Linked DNA regions of Mus musculus: region 2 is linked to region 1. The links are chromatin contacts, called in public Hi-C maps. All regions are on one chromosome and are shown on one strand. The core of a region is the stretch at or near the end of the contact, and the rest is flanking DNA. Distances in the headings are between cores, read along the strand shown.

Region 1 (5,344 bases), core at 1,183-3,682:
AACATGAAGTGGCTGCCCGCTGTGTCTCACCACCACGATCCGTGTTCCAACCCCACTTTACCTATTTGACACTTGATCCTCATTGCTCCAATTTTGTTTCTGAGATGGCTACCACGTTTGAATAATTACACGCCTCTCCTCTTTGGTAAGTCACTTGGGCACATCTTTGTTCATTTTCTGATGCTAAGTTCTTGGCGTAGCCACAAACGTCACCCTTGGACAGCGTTCCCTTGGGTGTAACTTTTCCCTAGATTTGGCTTCTGGCCGGGAAAAACCCCAGGGCAATGGAAAGCTCCAAGGACTGCTGCTTCCGTGAGCTGACTTGTTTGCGCCTTTAATAACCGCTGGCCCTCTCTGCACACCTTTCCTCCGAGGCGCTCTAAGTGCGTCACAGCTGCAATTAATTGAGCATCGCAACACACATTGCGTGTAAATATTTATGAGGCCTATCTGTGGCTGGGATGTTGGGCACACAATAGTTAAGCAATGAAGCATTAGTAACCAGGAAACGGGAGCTTAGGAGTCCAGATGCTGCCTGTTCGGATACTGCCCCTTTCCTAACTTCATCTTCCAAATGACCTTGGGGAGCCGATGCCCTCCCAAACAAGCAACAGGGCACAGGGATGCACAAATAGCCCAATCCAGGCAGTCGCCGAGAGGCAAGGAAATTGCTTTAAGCTCTGCTGCTACTCCAGCCTGGCTGTCTCCCTACCCAAGCCTGTGGGATGTGCTGAGTCTCACGGGGGAGCCACGATGCATCTGCAGCCCAGAGCCCTGTGGTTAGCAGTTGGTGCCCTTTCAAGTACGCTGAGCTTCAGCAGAAACGAACAGTAAATTACCTAGTGGGACGAAAACTCTGTATGTGGAGCCTGCTAACACACTCCTGTCCACCCTAGATACATGACCTCTCCCCGCACCCCCACCGGAGATCATGGCGTCCAGATATGTAACTTATGACATGTGCAATATAGAAGGAGTTTCTACGACCGTGGCCAGTGAGTTCATTAGGAATGGAGCAAATATCCAAGGGACTGACTCCAGGCTGGGATTCTAAAGTGGGCCAGATGTAGGTAAGAACTTCTGTGCCAAAGGCAAAGTCTTCTGCAGGAACCAGGGAGGACTCTCAACACCCACTGCCTTCTGCCTTTGGCCTCCCCAGGATCTTAGAATGGAATGCTAGGCAGGAGAGTTGAGACCTGAGCCACGGTAGTGTTCTTTCTCTCCCTGGACTCTGGGATGAGGCCTTTTGGTACACAAGTGAACAAAAGATGACAAAAAAACATTGCTCATCTGTCTACCTGTCTGCCTGTCTGCCTGGGCACTGAGCAATCTTTTCAGCACAGGTTAGCACACTTACACTTATCTTCTCAATTTCTCTTTTCCCTCGAATGCATTTTTTTTAAGTTTAGATTTATGGATTGATCATTTAATAGATTTTTTTTGAGACAAGTTCTCTCTATGGTCCAGTTGGCCTTGCTTTGAACTCCCCATCTCCTGTTTCAGCCCCCCAAGTGCTGGGACTACAGATAGGTAACAGCCCAGTCCCCACTTTTCCTTTTGACTTCCAGAAAGCCATAGGTGTTACTACGCAGGTGCTGTGAAGAGCCTAGTGCTATCCAGCACTGCTGTTCTGATGACAGAGAAAGGAAGGGTGGCTGCCCGGGGGCAGGAGGAGGGTGGAGCATTTAAGGGTACAGTGTTTTGGTTTTTACAAGAAAATAGGTCTTAGGGGTAAGGTTTAGTAGCTGCAGCATGTGCATAATTAACAGAGCTGTGTGCACAGCTCGAATGTTTGAGAGCTGATCTCATGTTATGGGTTTTTATGTCATACCAAGTAATAGTTACACACAGAGATGGGAGAACATGTTTGGAGGCAGTAGATACCGGTTTCTGCCATAGGTTTTAAGCCAATGAGATCTCTTCCACTCAGCAGATGTAACTAAAACTTAACCCGCCTAGAGTGGCACAACAAACTACTGCCAGAGTCAGGTTTCCACCCCGAGTTTCATGTTATTCCCAAGCCTAGAGCAGCGACACAGCTTGCAGAAGGGCTGTGCATCTGGAAGCATCCTCCCCATTGCCAAGGCTGTCTGAAAGTGGCTGATCTGCTTCACTCTGGGTGGGGCTCCACAAGATAGTCGGGTATTCATATGTCATGTCCTCGGGGGATTCTGCACCCTAGTGGCTCTCTGTGCGTCAATGCAAGCATGTGAATTAGCAGAGGAAGTCTCAGCAAAACAGGGAAGGGGGCCGTTATTCCAGCTGAGCCTGATGCTATGATCCAGAGAGCTGGAAAAATGGGTTGGGGGTGGGGAGGCTGGCACTGTTGCCGGAGATAGAAGAAGAAGGAGGCTGGGCATTGTGGGTCTGTCTGGATGGAGTGTGGACATCATCCTGACACTAGCAGCTGCCGAGCTCTCTGGAAAGGCTCCCGTGTTAATGCTCTTTGCAGCCTGACAGCCGACGGTGACGAATGAAAGACGCTGCTAGCTGACTTTGTGGGGATTTGATATGCTCTGCCTGGGCTCCAGCGAGGGCAGCATGTTAGCAAGCTGCCCCTTGCCAGGGAATCACAAGATGTATTCTGGCTTCCTTTTGTCAACAGCATCAACAACATAACCATGTGCAAATGGACCACAGCTGGAAAGAGCACAAGACTGGCAGCATCCTCTGCCCTCATTCTCCAGCTATAGACTCCCCTTCACATCTGGGCCTGAAGGAAGCAGGTTTTTCCTTCCTCTGCACTTCCTGCGTGTGTGGCAGGTGTCATCACGGTGGCAGGCAACTTTGAAAACTATAGGATGATCAAGATTTGATCCTCACACGTCTGTGGTTTTCTGATATGAAAGCTTATTACAAATCAATTTTAAATCTGGAATTATTTTTAATTTTTAATTCTTTTAAATAATTGAATGCATTTAATGAGCTTTAATTTTTAAAGAATACTAAAACAAACACTCCCCTCCCCCACTTCTCCTGCAGCCTGGCGCACTGGATGTGAGGATACAGTGTACTCCTATCCATGGGAACACGGGTGTGCTCTCTGGGTCCCGTAGAGATGGGGCTGAGCCATGTCTCCAGGGTTGAACTCCTGGAGTAGAGACTAATAACTCATTGCTCCCTGGAATTTGGTAGCAAACCCTGAGGGAAGTGATTCATGTGATCTTACATCACCAGCCTTTTTTCATCACCCAAGCTTCCAAGCGCTACTGGTTCTAAGTCTACATCTTATTTAACCTCTCTTCGCAAAATTGGAAGGTTACTCTGGAATAAGATTCTGTAGCTTTTGAAAGACAGCTGATGTGGTTAGAAAGTACTAAACTCATTTTAAATATAAAGAGAAGTGAAAGAGAACACAATTTCTGAGTTCAGTCCTCCCCCCCTCCCCTTAATTTGAATGTCTGCATTGGGACGCACACAGACTGTCCTGAGGAACAGTGTCTTTGTCTCCACCCTCGGACTCTCATAGAACACTTGTGCCAGATGGTGAATTAGAGATGTTAGCAACTCCTTCAATTTGCAGGTGGGTGACGAGACGATTGATTCCCTCTGGAGCCAAAGGTGCTCCACACCCAGACTGGTGAACCCTGTTTAGAGGAGGAAGTTCTCACTGGAGAACTACGGGCCTAAGGTTTGGATACACACGGAATAGTCAGAGGGTGGAGAACCTGGAGGACTCAGCGGGCTGGTGTGACTGGAGGTGTACAGTGGAAAGTTTGGCGTGGCAAAGATGTGCAAAACTGTGTCTCAGTAAGGTAATCTAGGAACACACAGAGTGGTTGGAAATGGGCCAGCTGGGATGTCCAATGGTCTTGGGGGATGGGGGAAGAGCATAACGGTGGGTGCAAGTGCCTTTCTTATTTCTCAAGGGACCACAAAAATCTCCTGTATTTCCTGGATGTACACACCACCCTTGTTTGACTGAATTCAACCATACAACTGGAACAGAGCCCATCTTGAATTCTCAGACTAACTATAGTGGTCCCTAAGAGGAGATGGGCACCTCGTCTGGGGCCTAGAGCTTGGTCTGTAAGTACAGGCATATTGGTGAATGAGCAGGACTGAGTAAATGGGTGAGAGGATGCAAGCCATGCTCACATGCTCATGGGTACGAGGCATCCCATGAAGATGTAGGCTTGGAAATGCTTTGCAGCCACGTCCTATCACAACGAGGCTAATAGACTATCCAAACATAGTAGTAGTCTTCTACACCAATTCCCTCGGAGTGGGGAAGGTCTACATTTTCACAATAGTGGAGACTGGGGAGGGTCCCATGGTCCTTGGAAACTAGTGAAATTTAGTCAAGGTGAAATCGTATCAGCTTTCTATTTGATAAGTGAACAAATGGCCCTGCTGTTTTTTCAAACTTCCATGGTGAGTTTCTAGAATCTTCCTCTTTTGGACATACCAACTATACACATCTGTGGCTATTCTGATACACATATACTCTACACTATTGAAGTCCAGAATGCTTTTATTTGATTAATTCCTGTGAACACTGTTTGGGGAAAATGGCTTGAGAAGTCCTCACATATGGTACCACCCATATCTCCCTGAGCTTTCCCTTACCCCAGTAACCATCTGGATCACCTGTCTTCCAGCTCGTGTGCAACTTCTTGCTCTAGTGATATATCTCCGCAAAGTTAGAAAGCTACATGCGATTATTTACATGCTACTTATATTGATGAACTTCTGAGGACAGACAGCATGTTCTTGAGTGCTACGGTCCTCTTCACATTAGCAGAGAATGCTTCTGACAAAGACTCAAAACTGACGATGGAGCTGGTCACCTGGATGGGTGCTACCGCAGGCAAGTCAGACAGCAGGATGGCTTGTCACACCCATTTTAGCTGGGACACTGCCTCAGTTGTCTGAAGAATTGGAAATCCTCTTCACCTCTTTTTGATCTTCTCTGCTTGGTCTCTGCCTCGCATTCCCAATCCCCTCTTTCCTTGTACCCAGGTTAGAGTTCTCTCTGCCATCCACTCAAATGTATCCAGTATACACTTGACACTGAAAATGGCTCTGGGCACAGTGATGTGTCCAATAACCGGGGTTTTCAGCACTACAACGCTGTCATGACTTGACTTTCACCTTACATTTCCTTGGTCCCTTTCATCGGATGCTTATCCTGGCACCTACTACTAAGAGCTTGTTGTGTGGCTAAGACAAAAGGTGACAGACAACCCAGTGGATGCTTGCATCCTCAGAGAGTGTGTTGGGTCACTTGGAAGCTTACCCTATTTTCTGTACCATGGAGTGGATACAGTAAATGACCCTCACCAGTGCTGTGAAGTCCCAGAGCGGCTGTGTTTGGCAAGGCAAAACCTGAGTCTGGAAGAGC
Region 2 (5,430 bases), core at 259-2,758, 360 kb after region 1:
TTGGGGCATACGCTGTTGTGCTCCGGGTGTTCGTATTAAAACCTGAGAGTATTGAAAACAAAGGTGTCTATCTCACGACAGCCATCTTCTACATAAGGCACGCCTTAGGAAACATTGATGAACTGCATTTCTAAGAGCTTGGTTACTGAATCATGTTTCAGCTGCAGCCTTAGGATTATTCAGAGCAAAGCTACAGCTCTCTCAGTGTTCTATTTAAAATATCAGGAGAATTTAAGTATTAAAATTTATGCAAATCTAAGTGGTTTTAGTAGGACTATAACAGTTTTAATGTATTTTTTAGTGGAATCATGAAAGCTAAGACACAGAGGAAGCCAAGGACAGAGGGAAAGTTGGCAAAGCTCCTACTATGTGCAGGTGTACCTAGTAGGTGCACCTTGGTTTTGGTATATTTTAACTCAGACCTCAGAGAAAGCTCCAATCGTCATCACAATAACTTAAATGAAAGCTCATAATGGTTAGTGGAGTTTTTAAAAGCACACCCCCAAATAAGAGTCTTTGCAGAGATGTCAGCCAAGGTCCTCTGACAGGTCCTGTGTCATCCTCACAGTCAAGGGTTGCCTCCTGGAGCACTGCACACAAGGTGCTGAATGAAGGCCGAGTTTCAGTCCTTTAGCTGTGGTTCAAAGCAATGGTTGCAAAGTACTGGGAGAAGTAGAAGTAGGGCCCGTGCACTGTGCAGTGTGCAGGCTGCTGCATGGGTAGCTTCATAGGCTGTGTGTATGTGCTAAGTCTTAGCAATTCTCCTGAGTGTAACATGATTGCTTTCCCTATTGCTAGTACCAGCCCCTGAATTTCTGACCCGTAGGACTGAGTACTTAGAGGTTCTGTCTGATCACATGAAGCATCCCACAGGCTTTTGGGAAACAGTCTTTTTATTTTATTTATTAAAATAGATCACATCATTGTAAAAGGAGCACTGGGCCTGGGAGATGGCTTTAGGGGGTCTAGGTGCTTGCTGACAGCCTGAGGCCTGAGTTCAGTTTCTGGGATCTATGTGGTGAGTAACTACAAGTTGCCCTTTTACTTCTGTGTATGCCTACTTCATATACATTATAAAGAAAGGTAGTTTAAAAATTAAAATAAGCACAAAGCTAAGCATCTAATTTGGCACCAATTTCATGTTGCTAAAATAATATAGTATATATATGTGTGTGTGTGTTTATGGATATATATATGTATATATAAATGCATTTTTCTTTCAATTCTTGTATAAAAACATAGATCTCAATGAAAAAAAAAAGAGCACTGATAGTAAATTTCTAACACTCTGTGACCCTTCTTATATGGAACATCAATGATCAATTAGTGCTCCCTCAGTATCCTGCAAAGGAGAAGACACATTGGCCCATATTTCATACCCAAGGAATAAATGTCCAGGAAAGCTAAAGAGCTTGCCGACTGTAACTAACCTCTGCTGACATCATTACAACCAGGCACACGTCCAAATACTTCACATGTCAGCTTACTGTATCCTCCTGAGGCCAGAGCCTGGCTAATGTCAGCTTTCCAAACCAACTTCCACACCCCTTCTTCCCTTGTTGGAACCCTCCATGGTGCTGGCTTGTCCTTGCAAGACGGAAATGTTGTTTTCCGTGGAATTACATATTTTGTGGGCAGCTTTTGTCTTTACATACATCTAAAGGATGCACAACACAGCCAATAATTGCACGGTTCTTTTCAGTTTACAGATCAACTTTGTTAAAGGCATCTCATGTTTTCATTTTCTTTACAATAACCCTGAGAGATAATTACCACTGTGCTTAAAATATACCAACTAAAGCAAGCAAAAGGACCAGTCCCCCAGGCTGAGCAAAGCATCTCTCGAAAGCTTATAAGCCTGCAGAAGTAGCCCACCACTTCTCTGTGTTCTTGTTGCGGCCTCTCCTCGTCCACCTCTCTGAAAGATCAGTGGTTCACGGTGATTCTGTTCTCTATACCGATGTCCAACGGCTGATTCAGCCTGAGAGAAAAGATGCCACGTCAGGCAGAGCTGGTATAGCCTCATACCTAGGTTGCCTCTGTACCTTAGTGCTGCGTGAACAGGCAGCACAGGTCTCCTGAGCCTTGTCGCAGGAGATTAGATTTTATGATGCTCACAATGTCTCTCAGGAGGGTTGTGCTTTACCTCATGTGCAATGAAAGCCTGTTTACAAGGTTCCACCTGGTAGGACATGCCTGGCCATGACTCACCTCTAGGCGTCTCTCTCGGTAGCATGTGTTCAGTTTTCCTTCTCTCTTTTGCCCCATGCTTCAAATATTACAGCACAGATCCTCGGAGAAAGCAAACCCCACACACTAGTGTTCTACAAGGGAATGGTTTACAAGAAGGGTGGGGTGGGGGTTGAGGTCAGACAATATATCACACTCCACTGATTCTCTCTACAGGTTCTCCCCTGTGTCATTGTAATAGTGGAAGAATAGGGCTAAGGGTTCCATTTTATGCTCTCCGTTACTGTGGACTCGGGATAGACAAAAAGTCACATCCATAAACCATGGGCCTTCCAGAATAACTCCTGCTTTTCTTTAATATTCAGATTTTGTCTGTCAACTTCCAGAGCGGCCTTGGTGTGAAGCTCACCGTCAAGGGCATGGGCTAGTTTTCTAGAATAATATCTCTCTGCCTTTAAGACCATGATGATTTATGCATTACCTTTGTCGTGGGGTGTATTCACTGTGATTTTTCTCAATAACCTCTCTAAGGCTAGCATGAATTATCTTCTTAAAGATTTGGTATGCAGTGCAGTTTTATGCACTTCCTTAAGAACTCTGACCCTGTGTAAAACTAATCCCAAATAAATTTTCATTTCTGAACACACTGTTTTGCATATGAAAATTTATCATGGCTGTACAGTTGCTCTTGCGCTAAGCTTTATTTTAGAGGTCGTGTGACCACAGGTGCCGCGAGTGAGTGTGGGAATTGGGTCCTGCGCATGGCAGAGGCTCCAGCAGCTCAGCTCAGCCATGTTTCAGCTCACGTAGTGTGGGCTTTAATTAGTCCAAGTGTTCAGGATCAACTCCTGGGTCACTCACTAACTGCTATTTCACTTTGCACACATCTCAACTTCTCCAAGTCTCATTTTCCTCATCTGTTAAAGGGGACCCAGGTCCAATAATGGCACTCTTCTGATGCATTTTGGTGACAGATTAAATAGAAGTAAATGAGCCAATTTATGGTAAGTGCAGCGCATAATGTCTAGCACAAAGGGATTGCATGAAATCATCATTATTTTTATTAGAGATAGGGTTTATTAAAAGCCGAATTAATCTCAAATAAGCTTGTGAAATGTATCTCTATAAAACCCAGAATTTTCTGTTCTTGCAAAATTTCAAAGACGTCACTGAGATGTAGTGGAAAGAATGTGTGTATTGTGACCAGATGTCCTGCCTCTACATCATGCTCTGTGATTTACCAGAGGCTAAGGTTTCCTGTTATTCTGAGGTCTGTGGGCTTTTGTTCGTAACAATGCATAATCCTGGTAGCTGCTGCCAGTGTTTGTCATGAGGACTGTGTCTGTGGCAACATTCTCCAGGGCTGAGTTTTCAGATGCTTAACTCCTTAAACCACTGCTCAAATTACATTGCAAAGAAGTCCAAGGAATAACAAAGGAAAGGAGTTAACAGCAGAGTGGACTTCCTGAAGCAGGGATGGATAAGAGCCCAGGATACTCTGACCCTACCCTACACCATACTCTCAGTGAAAAATGGTTTCTCTAGAAGGATGAAACTCTCCACACAGAAATGCTCTCTAGGCCATAAGGAATGAGTGTCGGCAAATGCATGTGCTAAATGTCTTTCTGTCTGTGGTTCCCAATATGTCTGCACTACCGTGTTCTTCCTGGATTTGAGAAGATTCCAATGACTAAAGTCATAAGGGAGGTGGAGGTCTGAGGTCAGTCCAAGCAAGCAATATCTGGGCTGGGGACAAGAGAGAACAGAGTGAAGAGAGTGGGGCTGGTCAGGCACTGTGCCGAAGACTTCCCACGTTTGAGTATTTCTACAGGTGAAGTTACAGTTGCTTACCATTTTAGTGAATATCAACTCATTGATAATCAATCCATTTGACAAGGAAAGCAGGGACAATAAAACCAGAGGGTTTCAAATCTGAAGGTGTTTTCAGTACTAATTTATTCCTGAATTGATAGGCTAAGTTCAAGAGAATCAGGAGGCTTTCCAAATTGCCACATGCAGTCAGGTTACTTGGCTCATCTTGAAGGTAGATTGGGAGTTACCTTGCTCAGCTTTTTGTCTGTTTGTTTGTTTTTTGTTATATATATATATATATATATATATATATATATATATATATATATTCTTTTTGTCAACTTGGCACAAGTCAGGGTTTTTGGAAGAAGGACTTGCATCTGAGAAAATGCCTCCATCAGATTGTCTGTAGGCAAACCTGAAGACCACTGTCTTGATAATTATTGCTATGGGTGGGGAGGTGTCTCACCTGAGTGCACATGGTCCTGAGTTGTGTACACAAGAAGACTAAATAACCCATAAGGTGCAATGAGTAAGCAGTGTTGCTCCATGGCTTTTGCTTCAGTAGTTACCTCTAGATTTCCACCTTCAGTTCTAGCCCTGACTTTCCTCAGTGATGGAGTATGACCTTGGAGTTGTAAGCTGAAATAAACCCTCTTCCCTCCAAGCTTCTTTTGATGACAGGACTTTATTTTAGTAATAGAAGTCTTAACTAAGACAGAGACAGCAGTCAGACAAATTCAATTGTTCTTAAGATGGCTATAGAATCTCTCTGGGGAACTTTCATATAGTTTCTATGGATAGTCGTAAAACAAACCATGCAGATGAATATTTTATCAAGTTCTATTTTTTTTTAGTTTGGATTATATGTATTTGTGTACCTATGTATGGATATTTGCACATGAATGCAGGAGTCTGCAGAGGTCAGAAGAGGGCAGTGGATATTCTAGAGTTTCAGTATCAGGCAATTGGGAGCTTTCTGATGTAGTTAGTGGGAATTGAACTTGGGTCCTCTATTAAGAGCGGTAAAGTCGCCTAACTTCTGAGCCATCTCTTCAGCTACTTAAGTACTTTTGAAGGAGATGAGAAAATGGAAGGCAGAGGATAGGTAGATAATTAATGTCTTCAAGAAACTGCAATGGACTAGGCATTAGTCTAAGTCCCTTATGCACAATGCTTCATTTAGTTCCCACTATTAAGCCCTCTTTACATCATAATAGAGGATATTTTGGAGTTGAGAAATCAGCCATCTTAGAGATGCTCAGATACTCAGAGCCCAGGCAGCTCAGCTGAGATAGAGCCTCAATGAAGAATTATAACACAAAGATACTGTTGGACTCTTCTCCTCTCCCCCTTCTCCTTTCACCTCCCCTTCCTCTTCCCCTTTCTTCTCCTCTCCTCCTCCTGACCTCCTCTTCCTGACCTCTT

Evidence for each region. A called contact is a pair of places that touch in the nucleus more often than the background predicts.
Region 2: a contact with region 1 is called in a Hi-C map of olfactory sensory neurons, with 3 times the contacts expected there. The contact joins two enhancer-like sites. A contact is called at or near these places in 8 of 484 Hi-C or Micro-C datasets (the Ba/F3 cell line, cerebral cortex, embryonic stem cells and 4 more).

Annotation. Positions count from the first base shown.
Region 1 is chr5:38,785,934-38,791,277 of GRCm38.p6, forward strand. All of the region lies in intron 3 of Clnk (cytokine-dependent hematopoietic cell linker), which reads right to left. Among named protein-coding and RNA genes, the nearest start is that of Clnk, 88 kb to the right of the region's middle. Within about 2 kb of position 2,433, at least 27 of the 459 cell types and tissues checked have an H3K27ac peak or open chromatin away from gene starts, as enhancers often do. A contact at or near this core is called in olfactory sensory neurons, where this site is marked.
Region 2 is chr5:39,142,358-39,147,787 of GRCm38.p6, forward strand. No RefSeq gene overlaps it. Among named protein-coding and RNA genes, the nearest start is that of Gm46937, 63 kb to the left of the region's middle. Within about 2 kb of position 1,509, at least 18 of the 459 cell types and tissues checked have an H3K27ac peak or open chromatin away from gene starts, as enhancers often do. A contact at or near this core is called in olfactory sensory neurons, where this site is marked.